Regions from separate parts of the Gossypium hirsutum genome. Here region 1 is linked to region 2. A link is a contact called in public Hi-C data. All regions are on one chromosome and are shown on one strand. Each heading gives the region's core, a stretch centred on a gene start, on an enhancer-like site or on the middle of the called end of the contact. The rest is flanking DNA. Distances are from core to core; before and after follow the strand shown.

What was found. A called contact is a pair of places that touch in the nucleus more often than the background predicts.
Region 1: a Hi-C map of leaf shows a contact between it and region 2, with 2.8 times the contacts expected there. The contact joins the promoter of LOC107919833 here to the promoter of LOC107922941 in region 2. A contact is called at or near these places in 8 of 34 Hi-C or Micro-C datasets (callus, leaf and petal).

Annotation. Positions count from the first base shown.
Region 1 is chrA08:64,521,853-64,526,201 of Gossypium_hirsutum_v2.1, forward strand. LOC107919833 (protein phosphatase inhibitor 2) reads left to right here and starts at 1,343. Exons shown (of 5, transcript XM_016849324.2): 1 at 1,343-1,758; 2 at 2,804-2,849; 3 at 3,637-3,749; 4 at 3,921-4,094. The coding sequence starts at 2,845.
Region 2 is chrA08:63,849,596-63,853,920 of Gossypium_hirsutum_v2.1, forward strand. LOC107922941 (pre-mRNA cleavage factor Im 25 kDa subunit 2) reads right to left here and starts at 2,658. Exons shown (of 7, transcript XM_041074466.1): 1 at 2,365-2,658; 2 at 1,753-1,789; 3 at 1,193-1,298; 4 at 1,001-1,074; 5 at 776-862; 6 at 569-679; 7 at 1-230. The coding sequence starts at 2,645. The coding sequence ends at 159.

The DNA.
Region 1 (4,349 bases), core at 93-2,592, 670 kb after region 2:
TGATTTTGTCCAAATTTTATGGTCCGGTTTTATATGAATGTTTATGTTTAAGTCCGGTAACGCCTCGAACCCTGTCCCGGCATTAGATATGGGCAAGGGGTGTTATAGATTTAAAGTAAATGTGGCCACAGATCGTCCGTCTTTATGATGGATGACTTGATCACGATTTGATAGTGATTGACTTTTCATGAAAGAATATGTAATGGTTACAATGAGACAAAATAGGATCATATTAGGAGAAGGGATATTATCCTAAAGAGATCAAGGAAATCCTATGAATGTAGCACACTTATGACAAGGTCAATGGATGAGCACTGTGTAGTTACTTTCGTAATGGTATGTCGTTGGGGAGAGCTCAGTCACGATACTATAGTGGTTACTAAGACCTCCAATGAGGTTCTAGCGTGCTAACCATTAAGCTTAAGCCTATCTTTTGTTCAATTTTTACCCCCAACAGTACTTATTTTAGTGAGGTTTTTATCCTAAGCTGCTAAAATAAAAGGAAGAGAAATAGAAGGAATGGGGTTTAAACCTAGGACTTCTAAGATGAATGCACTATCCCTTAATCATTCAACCTATGCCTTATTTTTTTGTCTAATTATTTCTGTTAACCCCTATTTCCTAGGGCATGACAATATATTAGTTTTTTTTTATGTCGTGTGATGCATGGATTAGTTGTATGTATAAATTAAAAAATATTTATTTGTGAAATTTATTTAAAAATTTTGTATATTTTTACAAATAACATGAAATAATGTTTTTGAATAATATATTAAATATTGTCTAGTGTAAACTATTTAAATACTATATTTTTAATATCATAAAAATAATTATATTGTACACTATAAAAAATTTAAAATTGAATAGATACTGTTTAAATTTTAATTAACTGTATAAATAATTTATTATAAAATTTATAATTTTTATTAGTTAATAATTTTTTTTAAAATTAATTAGTCTAAAAATTAATTTTTATACCAATTATAAGCTTTAAAAAGTATTCCAATGAAAAATAAAGGTTTGCATATTTTAAAAATGATTATAAGTAAAATTTTATACTAATTATAATCTTAGTAATGCGTTGGAATTGGATCAATTTACTATGAGCTTTACAAAAATTAAATGATAAATTGAGAAGACAAACTTTAGACTTAATTGAAAATATTTAAAACAAATTAGAGTTAAATTATTTGTTAGTTGAAAGACCTGCTCTGAAAATATCTCAAACCCCCCCCCCGGGGCCATATATTTATTACTTGCCATATATTATTTTTTGATTTTCTTCCTCATTAAAATATTTAAATTATATTCCTTATTATCCATGATTTCTTCTTGCAAATTTAAAGGTGATAAATAATATTATTTTGTAATGTGTAAGATATTTATTGAATAAGAATGTTAATTTCATAATTTTAAAATCAAAATATATAGTTGTTAGAGTGCCAAATGTGGAAATATGAAATTAGTAATAGAATGTTTTTGTTTTGGATTTCGCAGCTCCGCAAGTCAACATTAAGTTTTCAGCGTTGCCTTTGGGCTGCTAAGGACTTGCGTGCCAAGATCTACACTCATACTTATGACTCAACGGAAAAGTCAACGGAGTCAAAGGTGGAGATAGCCCAATTGCATTCGGATTCAACCGGTAATTGAAATTAATGAAAGGGCAGAATTGGTAAAAGAAATAAGTAATATAAAATACTTAAAATCCCCCAAAATGGAAATTTTTTGGTATTCAAAATCAACAGGAGCGATCGGAAGGTACAAATTTCTCTCTCCAATTGCTTTTTCGTTTTCTTTTCTCTGTGAATTTGAAATTCCTTCGGTGAAATTTTAAATTGATGGAAATATTTCTCTGATTGTTAATGGTTATTGGAGTTTATTTTGCCGTTTTAACTTTTCTTGTTTATATTATCCATTTTCTCAGCATCCATCTGAACTGAGCTTGATAGCCTGATCCTTGGACTGAATTAGCTATATACTTCATTCATTTGATTATTTTTTATGTGCCTTTTGCTTCTTGGTTCTTTTGATTCTAGGTTTAATTACTTGCATGTAGTTGTAATTTTTTACTATAATTTCTTATATTTATATATTTAGGGATTTCTGGTTAAGTAGTTGTGTAACCTATGCAATCACTTTCGGTTTCATTTTCTTGTGCCCCTGATTCATGCACCAGTTAACTGTTTTAGGCATCATCCATTTTGAGTGTACATTAATTCTTTTTGTCCTTGCTTTATATTTATATATATATATATGTTTTGGATCTTAAGAGTGGTAAACCACAAATCTTTGAACGTATTAGTGTTTACATTTGGGAATTGAGAATCTCTGTGACTCAACATGGCTACTGATTTGCTTGTGGATGTAGCCCTAGAATAGTGAGATTTTGCTGCCAGGTTTTGTCTTGATGAAGTTGCCCTTGAGGATTAGTTTATTTAGGATAATTCTGTTTTCCTCTCATGGCCACTACTGGCATTTTCTGTTTTTATGTTTGACATGGTTCTCTGGAGTGTGAGTAGTTAAGCTTTTGCCACATTTGGTGTTGTAACTTCTTTTCTTTTCTGGTACCTAATTTCTGAATTTGTATTGTTATCAACTCAGAAGACTGTTTGCCTTTGAACTCTTTCCAGTTTGATTCTTTTTTTGACACTCTTATGTTTAATATAAAGTAAAAGCCAGCACAAGCCTGATTTTAGCATGAATTAGTAATTTCACTCTGCATTATCTGCAGAATAGTTTAGTGTTTCATTTTTTTATGTTAAAAGTGTAGCTAAGTGATTACGATAATGTTTCATTGGATCAGGACTACTTGAAGCTTGCTGTCGGCACACCGGAATTTTCCAGATGAAGTAATTCAGAATATCTTCCTTGTTCTTTTATTTGGTTTCCTTTTGGCTCGTTTGGAAGCAGATGGGATGAGATGATTTATGGTTAACTTTATCGTATTCAAAATTGCTTCTATCTTTATTCTTTATAGCATATAACAAGATATTACTATATTTGAAGCTTCTTGCATTTCTGGACACTGGAACTTTTGAGCCAAATAGAAATCTAACTTCTGCTTCAACTTTTAGCTTGTTTTCTCCCTATTTAGGTTCCAGCTGACTAGTTCTACATGTGGCTTTTTTTTTTTAAATATACTAACCATGCAGATTGTCCGTTTTAAAAGAGAATGGATTGTTCTAATTATGCAATATTCATAAGGTGTTTCTTCATTTTAGAAATGACTCTTTTAACATATGAATGCATGGCTTGATATAACTGTAGGTGAGCCCATTCCACCAGCAAAAATAGGTGAAAAATTGCCAATTTTAGTCATATATAAGTTATGCCAAGTCTATAATTTAGATGTAACACTTTAATGAGGAAGGATACAGTATACTTATCTAGAAATCAGCCTCATATCTTTGCCTTGATTAGGCTATGCCTGGAGTGCAAATCTAGTTTCTGATTCAAGTAGTCGAGAACTAGCTGATTTTAAGAAGGATGTTCCCATTTTGATCATAGTTGTTCGTTTTTATGCTTCTATCTTGTTTTGATATAGTTAGCTACTGTAACAAGAATTGTAAGTTTTTGTAGTTATAATATTCTTAGTTGTGTTTTGGATCTAATAATAATTCTTTCTTGGGGAAACAGTAGGCGTGTAAGATGGAATGAGGAAAATCTGGGGGAAATTGAAGCAAATAAACCCGTAAGGCAGAAAATAACTGAACCCAAGACGCCGTACCACCCCATGATTGATGATGATGGTATTTTCACTTGCATAGTGATTTACCTCTTGTATTAGCCTATATTTTTGTGTGAGAAATTTAGGAAATGGTGCTTGTGTAATTTTATTTTCACTTTATTTGTACCTTGGTTAGAGCATTAATCTGAACATTGGATTACATTTCTCACCTTATAGTTCGTATCTTGGTTAGGGTCTTTGTCTCCCAGAGGACGTAGTTTCAACGATTGTGTCATTGATGTGGATGCTGAGGAATTATGCTCTGCTTTGAAAGATGTGGCTTCCTCAAGTAGAAAAACAACTGGGCAGTCTGGTGGTTGGACTTCTTCTGATGATGAGGCTGATCCTATGGATCATGATGAAGAAGGTTTGTTGACCATTGCTTTTTAGTTGTCGTTTCTGATGGCATATTGGAAAATGTTTTACTTTCCTTTTAAGTTGGTTAGCATATCTAATGACTGCTTTATCTTTCATGAGATTACAAGGGAGCAATAATCCTTGTTTGTGTGAATGGTATAAGGTTTGCTCTAGAAAACAGGCTTTTGATGGTTAGAGCCTTTCTTGTTTCTCCTAGTGGAATTTATCATCGGACATTTTCTTTTGGAAGGATGTGAGGATGAGC
Region 2 (4,325 bases), core at 1,408-3,907:
ACTAGATATTAGGAATAAGGTTACGTGTCGCGCACAAATCAACTTAGGTACCCCCCAAGGAACACAAAAAAATCTCTCATTCAATACCATCACCCTACAGCCTTACAAGTTCTCTCAGGAGGTAAGGATAAGGTTCCCTCTTCACATCCACGCCACAGTTATGTAGTAATCATGTTGAACTGGAATCTAGAGAGCTGCTGCGGAATGGTTGATATTACAGGTCCGTATCTCTGTTCAACATTTAACTTCTGTTTGTTAGAAAGAATACAAGCAGCAAAACAACCCGTTTTATCATTTCATCAACTTGCAGTAGAAATTCAGACAAAAGCAACGAGGAAATTTAAGTGACAGAGTTAACCAAGGTAGCAGTTAGAAGCAGACATAATTTTAGAGAAGAAACAGATGAATAGTATGATCTACCACGGGCAATTTGCCACACAGCCATTCTTTATTTCCATTTACCCTTTACTATACTTTTGAAATCTTGTAATCAAGACGCATTTTCATTAATACAACATTAAAAACTTAAATCCGTTGAAGAATGGACTAAAATTAGGTTGCTGCCTACCTGAACATTGTCATAAAGCTCAAACAATGGTACAGCAAGAAGTTTCAAATTTTTTGGTACTGCAAAGTACTCTTTCTCAGACAAATGGACAAGGAAAAGCTTCTTGCATTCCTGCAATCATATCAATAACAGAGATTGAGAAAGGACAGGATAGGTCATAAATAGAAACATCAAGTAACTAAAAGATCAACAACATCTACACGATACCTTAGGTTTTGTGATGTGGGGAGGACAATATGGATACATTATGGTCTCAAAGTTGGGCCTCCACCAGATGGCCACGCACTCACCAATCTGAAACAAGATAACAAGGAAGAGAGAGAAATGTGAATTAAAGAAAATGTTTCCAAGCTACAGCATTACAATGATCAACGGAAATTGTTAGGAAAACATGACTAGTCATCTTAGTAAGATAGTTACAAAAATCTGTACCTGCCAGTCTGGCACAAGAGCAGGTGAATTAGCTCCAAGCTTGCTGGTCAGCTTCCTTTTCAAACCCTCAATCTCTGAAGCCAAACAAACATAAGAGCATAGGTATTACAAAGGACACAGAATCTCCAAAATAGCACAGCAGAAACGATGTAAGGAGAACAACATAAAATGAAAATAGTTAAAAGATGATACCATTCTCTCCAGGCTTCAGTCGTCCACCAGGAAGTTTGCAGAATGTGTTCCCAATTTGCAGAAGAAGAATGTGAGGATGATTATGTTCTTGGACCTGCATGAGAAGGTAGTATAAGCAATCGAAGGGAAAAAAAAACATTAAAATGGTCATAATTAGAAGCCAACTTTTTGTAAACCACACAAAAATTATGGTAAGTAGTAAGTTCAGCAGAAGTACAAGATAAACTCATAATGCCAAAGAGAATGCTAATTCCTTTAGATATTATCATAGACAATGATAATTAAAATATACATATAAATTCCATAAAAAAGGGGCCTTTCATGTATTAGGATGTAATTCCTCTTTATACACATAAGACATAGTTGTAAATTTCTTCCAGGTTGACTATCATGGCCATATGTAAACACATGTACGGGCTAACTACTGTGTATAGAAAAGTAGGAGTGAAAACCATTACCACTCATATTTGCAAAAGAGAGAGAAGCATAAACATTATAAGGTTAAATCTTGTTGGTTATTATGATGTAATGGCTAAACAGAGGTACAGTTACATACCAATAAATTCAACGCTAGTTCTCATGCCCTCTTTCATGTAACTGCAACTCCAATAAAAAAAATCGATTACTAACTTAAGCTCATAAAGGAAAGTTTCAACATGCCAATCTGTAAGTAATCTAATGACATCCACGATAAATTCTTCAAGTAATTGGCACCTGTTTTCTTTTTTGAAAAAGGGTTTTCTTGCTTTTGCTTACCCAAAAACCAAGTCAATACTTTTACATCGTCTAAAATACGAGAAACAAAATCAAAATCTCAGTTCAAATGTTATAAGGTTTCTACCAGTAAATAGGTTTTGAACTACATATTGCCCCCAGATCCCAACATGATCTAAGAAACGAGAAGCAGCTAGGGTTTCGAAGACCACCGACTCAACTAATTCGAACAGTCCAACACAAAGCAATTCAAAATTAGCCCTTTTTTCCTCATTTTCTTTTCCATATTTCTGAAACAGAATAGTACAAAGGAACCCTAAGCACATGAAAAGCCAACTTCAAGTCAGCATTCTCAGGAGCCAAAAGGGAAATTGGGGTTTATCTAGGGTTTTTAAAAATCCTGAAAAAATATGAAATTATACAAAGAATAAAATGAAGAAAGTGAAAAAATGAATTACTTGACTTTCATGCGAGCAAGGCGATCGGCGACGGACGTGTCCTTCTCCATCTTCGGCTCTTTGGTACCAAAGGTGTAGCTGGACAAAGGGTACGTGTTAACCACCGGTGACATTACCATCTCTCCCTCTCCGAGTCGAAACGTTTGTTTCCCCGGCGGCAAAATCGATTGTGGGTACGGAGAGAGAAGGGTGGGAAAGGTCAATGAATATTGTCTTATTAAGGAGTTAAGCCCATTGATAATAATCAGGAAAGGGCCTAACCATTGTTGTAAAATGGGCATATGTTTATTAGGCTCATTGCATTTGTCGATATGTCACATTACTCATTATCTGCTATTTCCGCTCCTTCTTAATCCTTTCTAATACAACCATTACAAATAGGTCCATCGTATCAACATCATCAACTAAGCGCAGGAAATTAAAAGATTTGAGTTTAAAAATGGTTAATAATGGTGATCTCAAATTGAAGTTTTGCCCAAGGTACAATCTTCCTACACTTGCTCTCTAAGTCCAATTGTGATTGGTATATAAGAAAATACAACACAAAGCTACTAGAAATCTAATTAAACTAAGTATTTACAATAGAATCTAAAAAGAAAATTGATACAAAACCCTAAAAATATTAAAGAAATCTTTTTTGTCCACCCTTTCCTCCATTGACCTTTTAAGTAAACCGCAAATCGCGACAATATTGGTTCATCATTGTGACTTACTCCACTATTTTGCAACACTGTATCTCCTTGGCACACATTTGAGCATTAGAAGTCAATGGCAAATGTCGCGACGTCTTCTTCTAAAAGTTGAGACACTTGCTACTACCATTTCTCCAACATTGCTTCTAGCACTAAGGACTTTCATATAAAGTAATGAATTGAATTGATGAGATAATGCTAAAAATGAGATGATGAATTACGCGCAATTCAAAATATTAGAAAGTGTTTGAATAGTTGAGTTGTCTGGTTCTTGTGTGCTTGATCCATGTCACCCCATTAGAAAGATGACAAGCAAAATGGTTTAGACTTGAGCTATTTCATACATTTTATAGCATTTTTTGGTTTCCACTGTATTTCTTATATATATATATATTCTTAGGATAAATCGATTTCAAAAGATACCATTCTCATTTTCCTAGACGAGCACTCATATTTTTAACTCCACATTTTCCTTTCTCAACATTTTTCTCTCCAATTTGAAAAAGGTCATAGATACACATACACGAAACAAACATTAAGGAGGTGTTTGTTTAATGGGAAATGATTTACGGGAAATATTTTATATATATTTTTATATTTGTTTCATAGAAAATAACTTGGTTAATAGTAAATGATTATAAGTCAACAAAAATAAGCCCTTTTTTCTTGTAAATTGATTTATCTTTTTGAAAAGTATAAGCCATTTTCTAAAAAAGAGCCCTTTTACATGTAATTTTAATTTTGTATAAAAATTAACTTGAATCATGCATGATATTCTTATAATAATTTTCTTTGAAATATATTATTTTTATTTTTACTTTGAAAATTGTTTAAAAATATTAATATAAAATATTATAATGTTCAATATTATTAAACATGCATTCAATAATATAATAAATTAATAATCTAATTTATAATTTTAACAAATTATTTAATATTACAATTTTATTTTAATAAATTTTAACAATAATAATTTTAAAATTTAAATAATATTCTTAATATATTATTGAAAAATACTTATATTAATAAATATATTACAATTTATAAATATTTAATATTAATTTTTTAATGTATAAAATATGAATATTTAAATTATATAAATATTTGTATTTGTTTAAATTAGGATTAGCTTCATTTATTCCTTTCAACTCTAATGAATCACTACCCACTCTCATATATGTAATATATGTAGTTTAAATTAAGTTTTAATTAGGCATTGTTGATTATTAAGTTTATATATGATATTAATTATTATAAAAATTATTCTTA